Regions from separate parts of the Triticum aestivum genome. Here region 1 is linked to region 2. Evidence: chromatin contacts called from public Hi-C data. All regions are on one chromosome and are shown on one strand. The core of a region is the stretch at or near the end of the contact, and the rest is flanking DNA. Distances in the headings are between cores, read along the strand shown.

Region 1 (3,412 bases), core at 136-2,635, 250 kb after region 2:
GTGTACACAAAGGTGTACCCAGTGGCCGACAGGTGGGCCAGGGGGTCCCAGTTGACCAGTCAACGTTGACCTGTCAACAGGGGGTGGGCTCCTCCTGTCATTCTCTGTTAGTTAATTAACAGTAGTTAATTAGGTTAATTAATCATTACATTAATTAATCTTAGTTAGTTAATTTAATCAGAATTAATTAAGTTAATTAATTAATTATTTTTATTATTTATTATTTTATTTTATTTTTATTATTATTATAGCTCGGCCACCGTCCACCACAGATTAATTAACAGTAGCCACCGTCCACCACCGGGGAGGAAAGATCGGCAGCAGCTTCAGGCACCACCACTATCGATTTAAGCCGCTGCCTGCCTGAAATGGGAAAGCCCTCCGGATCTATAGCTCGAGGGGATGGGGCGCAGCCAGATCCCTTGCCCCGAAGCAGGATTCGAGGCGCAACACGCGGATCCCGGACGGGGGGGGGGGGGGGGGGCTCAGGCTTGGCATTGAATCTGGCACCATGGACGAACTGCTGGGGAAAGGGGAGGGCGCGTGGGGACTGCCGCAAGCGCTGGATCTGGGGAAGCGCGGCGGGCCCATGGCGGGTGGGAGGGGGTGGCGGCCGGAGCCCGGAGTGGGCAGCGACCGGGCTGGTGGCCAGCGGCACGAGGAGAGAGTGTGGGCTAGGAGAGAACCTTGCAGAAAAGGAATCTCAGTGATGCATTTAAGTGAGCGTGACAGTGGTGTGAATGTCCGCAAGCCCCTAGTTTGTCTCATGTTTACGAGAGAAACTGCGTCCGGATCGCTCGGCGGACGGTTACATGCCCATATTGGATGACACAACACTTTGAGACCGCACGGTCCGAACATATGCGGGCTGTTTAAGTGTTGGTGTTGGAGATGTCTTTACTGGTGATCTGCTGGGTACTACTACCTCTGTATTAATAAAATATAAAACGTTTTATAGTAGGCTAAAACTAGCCTTAGAAAACGTATGCGAAGGGAGTATGAAATACTACGATGTACAAGGACTCGGAGTTCTGTGTCTAACACGAATTCTGCCGTTGAGTGGGACCAAAGAGCATGCATGTACCCCTACAGTACTCCCGCTGCCCGCTGCAAGGCCCATCCCAATCAGTGATCTCCTACTACTAGCACTGACACCGCACCGACACTCAGATCACAAATGTCTCGCCATAGAGTCTAGTCTAGCGTGTCTCGAGAATTAACAGATTACTGGTACAGTGGTGACAACAAAATTATCACCAAAAGACAATCTCTAATTAAAGCAAGTTAGGGTAACTAAAAACTGTGTCTGAAGCAGCGGCTGCTATTTTACGGCGCCCTGAAAAGTCGTGCTCGGTAGTACCAGTGGCGCACAGGCAGACACACACCGACCGACCACAGCACTCCCAAACAAAACACTACTATTCCCAAACAAATGAGCAGCTGCGCCTTTGCTGCTTTTGCTCTGCTCCTCCGTCCACTCCCCCCCTTTCTCCCCCCTCCACCGGGCTCGCTGCCGGTGGCCGCCGCTTCCGCCGCCCGCTTTACCCCCCGCTGATTTACACATCAGCTGCTCGGCTCGAGCTCCGTAGCAAGACTCTGGAGGTCCCAGCGCCTCACATCACCCGTGCAGCCGGACAAAGAACTACTCCTACTCCCGGAGGAGATGAAGTCCCGGAGCTCCGCGAGGGGCGAGCCGAGGAGGTTCGGGAATGTGGCTCTCCTGGCCCTCATGCTCTGCTCCCTCGTCGCGCTCTCGCTCATCCGGGCCAGGTTCTCCCCAATCGGTAACGCCATCGCCTGCTCTTTTTTGCTCTTTCTTCTTTTGTTCCTGGCTATGCAGAGGCATGGCCAGTGGTGGGAGCAAATCTGAGGGCGTCAGAGCTGCCGTTTGACCGCTCTCATGGTGCCGCTGCGTTTCTGCAGGTAATACGGCCGTTGCGGAGACCATCAAAGTGGAGGATCCGAAGCCCGTGGTGGTGAGCAAGCCGGCTGCCACGGCGGAGGCCGACGAGGCCGCCGCAGTAGCCGGTAAGCTAACTTATCCGCCTTCGTACACGGCGTGTCTATCGTCTAGAAAGATTAGTGAGTGGATTGGAAGCCGCTCGCTTTATGCAGCGGGTGGTTGGGTGTCTAGATCTGCTTGGCATTTCTTTACCGGCAGGTTTCTTTTGGTAATATCTTTTGCTGAGATTCAGCCTCAAATCAGACAAGGAGAGGAGAGGAGAGGAGAAGCAATGGAACCATCCACGGATTTAGCAGCAGCTCGTCCTAAACTATCCCTGCTATACACTGAAGATTTTTGTTCCAAATAATTCGGTGAAGAGTGTGGTGGCATCAGATCTCACCAGGAACTGGATTTTCTTCTTGCAGTGGAGGAAGACAAGGAGGAGGAAGCTCAGCCCAAGGATGAGGAAATTCAGCCCAAGACCGAGCAGGCCTTAGACGCCGCGGTGGCCGTTGATGCCAGCAAGCCGATGTGCTACGAGACGAGCCGGCGCTCCGACACCTGCGAGGCGGCCGGCGACGTGCGCCTGCTGGGGAGAAGCCAGACCATCTACGTCGACACGCTGGAGCGGGAGTGGAAGACCAGGCCCTACTGCCGGAAGCACGACACGTACGCGCTGTCCCACGTCAAGGAGTGGTCCCTGAAGCCGTTCCCCTCCGGCGACGGCGCGGCGCCCAAGTGCACGTCCAACAGCTCGGCCACCGCCTTCGTGATCTCGACGGGCGGGTTCACCGGCAACCCCTTCCACGACTACACGGACGTGCTCATCCCGGCCTTCATCACGGCCCACCGCTTCGCCGGCGAGGTCCAGTTCCTGGTGAGCAGCTACAAGTCGTGGTGGATAAGCAGGTACATCCAGATCTTCCAGCAGATGAGCCGGTACGAGGTGGTGGACATCGACGCGGACGACGAGGTCCGGTGCTACCCGAGCGCCGTGGTCGGGCCGACGTTCCACAAGGAGCTGGGCGTGGATCCCTCCAAGGCGCCTTCGGGCGTCTCGGTGGCGGACTTCCGCAAGATGCTGCGCAGCGCGTTCGGGCTGGAGCGCGCCACGGCGACGCCGAGCGGCGACCGGTGGGACATCCGCCGCCGGCCCCGGCTGCTGATCATCTCCCGGCGCACCTCACGCGGGCGGGCCTTCATGAACGAGCGCGCCATGGCGGACATGGCGGGGAGCCTCGGGTTCGACGTCCGCATCGGGGACCCGGACACGACCTCCGACACGTCCAAGTTCGCGCGGCTGGTGAACTCGTGCGACGTGATGGTGGGCGTGCACGGCGCCGGGCTGACGAACATGGTGTTCCTGCCGGCCGGCGCCGTGCTGGTGCAGGTGGTGCCGTACGGGCGGCTGGAGTGGCTGGCCCGCAACACGTTCGCGGAGCCGTCGGCGGGGATGGAGGTGCACTA
Region 2 (3,512 bases), core at 803-3,302:
GCACACGGACGCCGCGGTAGCCCGTACCTCACCGGCGCCGAGGCGGCATCGTGGCGCGATGATGGCGTGTCGGCGGCAGAGCGCGGCATGGGGCAATTGAGAGACGGAGAGAGCGGCAAAGGGTGATGGAGAGAGCGACGGAGGCGCTGCAATTTATAGGCGCGCCGGATGCGGTGCGCCAAATGTAGCGCGCGAGCGGCCGCCTTTTTCCGCGCGCGCGCAATCGTTTCCCGCGTGCGCTAGTTTCGCGCCATCGCTGGAGCGCGCGAAAACATCCCGCGCGCGCTATTAAACCAATTTACCCCGCGCGCGCGTCTTTTGACGCGGCTGTTGGAGATGCTCTTAATAATAGGTATAGATACTAACTGTAAGAGCATCTACAACCATATCCGCCAAAACATTCAGACGGGCTGACCCGATCACCGACATGACGAAAAAAAGCACCCAACTAGCCTCCTCATAATCGGCCAAACGACCGGGCTGACCAGCAGTCCCATATCCAGCCCAAATCTAAGACAGATGCGGGGACGCCCGGACACGCCCGCCACGTTGTACTGGCTGCTAAGGCCCGCGTGAATTCTTCCATATTCATCCCCCCACTTGCCAGTCAAGGTCACCCTCACCGGGCACCGTCGTCGGACTTGAAATAAAGTAGGGCCATCAGTGTACCCTTTGAGAAGGGTATGAACTGTCAGTTTGAATCTTCGTTTGAATCCGGCCTCTAAATGGATGAACTCCTTTCGGATTCGGATAAAAAAGTCAAAAATGATTTCACTTGAAAAAAAGTAGGGCTATCAATGCTTGCTTTGTGAGGGATATGAACTGTTACTATGAACATAGAAGATTTATAATAACATTTTATATCCTTGACAAAGAGTGCATTGATGACCGAAGCTAATCGCTTTTGATTGACGCGGCTATTTAAGCTGGATGTGTCTTCCTCATGCGGCGAGGTGGGTCTAAACTCCAACCCCGTCAGCCCAACACGGATGTTACATTTACACTAAAAATCTTAAGTACAAATATATTTTTTGGTGTTTACCAACTCTGCCAGCCTAACACGGACTAACCCTCCAAAATGATTAGCGTGCATGTATTTGAATGTATTTGATGTTTTGAATGTAGAATTTATGGTTGGACATGGCAAAAATTAAGTCACATCTAGTCATTGTCCGCAGGCGCGTCCGTGGATGTATGTGGACCCGGATTACACAATTGCTCTAAGCTGCGAAACATGGATTTAGACGACATGAATCTGTCCGCATTTGAGTGTACCGTACTTGTCTTATATTTGTCCTCATGCAGATAAAACAAATAATTTAGGAAGGAGGGAGTACTATTAAACTTGATGACTCGTGGGAGCATAAGCAAGCATCAATCCAGGGACTGGATATTACTCCTGGTGTCAAAAATGATCTTATATTATGAGACAGAGGGAGTACAATATGACATTCTTTTTTGTAAATAAGAAGGTGGCTCAGTGCCAACCTTATATTTCAAAACAAGCTGAAGCCTGAGAACTTTCTTGCTCAATGGCTCATGTTGATTGGCTCTTTGTTAGATTCTGCATCGACACTAAGTTTTCGTTCATAACGGTAATGTCAGTCATTATGCTTTATCTGTCTTGCCCTGATGTAAACTTATTTTTGTTTTCCTATTTTTTATGTGCATTTACAACTTATGCAGATAAATTATCTGACCAAAAATCATTTTACTTTATGCACTTGAGGCATCTGGTACTGGATTTCCATATCGACGAAGAACCATTGGAGGTTTGTTCCACGGCAATGCAGAAGACACACGAAGGTTCCGTATTCAGGACACGCAAAACAATCAGTGGAACCACGTATGAGAACGCATGACCATAAAGAGGCCACCAGTTAATGATCAACTAACTGAAAGCGACCTCGTGCAATCTCGCTACGCGTCGCAGGTCAGATGAGGCAACAGCTCCTGGAGTCTGTTGTCTGTAGTCGGGCAATATCATACACACTGAAGCCCTTCTCTGTTTCAGAGAACCGCCGAGGCTCCGACCGACAGAACTACGTGAAGTGCGTCGCTCCGAGTCTACAACAGCTCCGGTAAACTCGTGTCGCCATCAGCTCTCATGGAACCCAGCAGTGCACGGAAGGGCCGGCCGACTGAGCGCCGGACGTCGCCGTCTGAAAACCAGCCGGTCCATCCAAAGGTCTTACGGCCAGTGCATTTTAATTTTTTTCTGAAAGTTTTACGAGTTGGGACTGGTTCGTAGGAACTAGTACTTCACCTGCATGCTCCGTGTAATTTATCCGAGCTCCAGAACCAGAAGTGCCGAAGCAGACGCAGCCTTCAGTCGCCTAACGACCGAAGCTAACATTCCACCAAACTCTGCCAACATGCGGGAAACGTCCAAACCGTCCCTTTCCTGCACAGATCTTTAAGTTTGGAGGACCAAGATCTTTCGAATGGTATTTTTCGAATGGAATTTACGGCACGCCGACGGCATATACTGATGTGGACGTAACTCAACTAAGTATGATGAATTGTCTCCGTCGCGTGGTTGCCATGCATTTGACACTATTAGATAATTTCTCATGCATTTAGGAGACTAGTAAAATGCACGCGTGCAATGTACATAATTTTTACACAAGACCATTATTTTACTTGAAATCTATTTTATATTAGATCAATATAAACCCTTGGATATCTTTGTCAAAAAAAAAACTTGCATACAACCAGATGTGAGGTACCTGAACTCACGGATACAAAAGCAACTCTAAACAAAGGGGATATCACAAGGAAACTCCTTCCAAACAGTCGGATGTAAACATCCGTGTCGCCAGCGGCCTCGTCTGCCAACCACGTGTCCAGCTGGAGGGGCCACTGTTTGCGTCCTTTTTCCTGTGCACACGCCGCGAAGCCAACTTGCCGGGGACGAGGATCCTCTGCCGTTCGGCAGGGTGCCGTTCGACCACTGACTGATGGACCCATCGGAAAACAGGCCCACATGGCAGCGCCACAACGGCAGGAGCCGCACGTCAGGGGAGCCGCCCGCTCGGTCCGTGTTGCACTCTCGCGTGCGTTTCTTCTCCTGGCTATGCCTACTGCTGCTGCTTCCACTGACACTGACTTGTTCTGGCGAGATCCGACTTGTTATTTCTAGTACTACTACCAGCTAGTCGATATAATACTCAACAAAAACTGCTGCTTTTTTAACTCACAAGATACTGTACTAGTAATAGCAGTGTAATTAACAACAGTAAGAGCAAGCACAACGCGGTGACCCAAATGGACTGACATTTTGTTTGCTTTTTGTCTGTTTGCATCGGCAAAGTGGATAGGCGTGTCCGTTTTTGATTTGAGTTGGTCGGTGTGTTCAATGTGTGACAAACCCATATTTTCCCGCATAAATTCTTTTGTCAAAAGCACGCGGCGGAAATAAATATAATTAAACATAAATAGCCAGTCAGTCGCTAGCCAAAGTCCATTTAAACACTAATTAAACGTTAAAAAGCCCACACCTACACGCTACC

The links. A called contact is a pair of places that touch in the nucleus more often than the background predicts.
Region 1: a Hi-C map of leaf shows a contact between it and region 2, with 4 times the contacts expected there. The contact joins the promoter of LOC123150876 here to the enhancer-like site in region 2. A contact is called at or near these places in 2 of 5 Hi-C or Micro-C datasets (both in leaf).

What each region holds. Positions count from the first base shown.
Region 1 is chr7A:213,645,931-213,649,342 of IWGSC CS RefSeq v2.1, forward strand. LOC123150876 (alpha-1,3-arabinosyltransferase XAT3) reads left to right here and starts at 1,386. Exons shown (of 3, transcript XM_044570692.1): 1 at 1,386-1,784; 2 at 1,924-2,028; 3 at 2,371-3,412. The coding sequence starts at 1,664.
Region 2 is chr7A:213,395,394-213,398,905 of IWGSC CS RefSeq v2.1, forward strand. No RefSeq gene overlaps it. Among protein-coding and RNA genes, the nearest start is that of LOC123150114, 200 kb to the left of the region's middle. Within about 2 kb of position 2,053, at least 2 of the 8 cell types and tissues checked have an H3K27ac peak or open chromatin away from gene starts, as enhancers often do. A contact at or near this core is called in leaf, where this site is marked.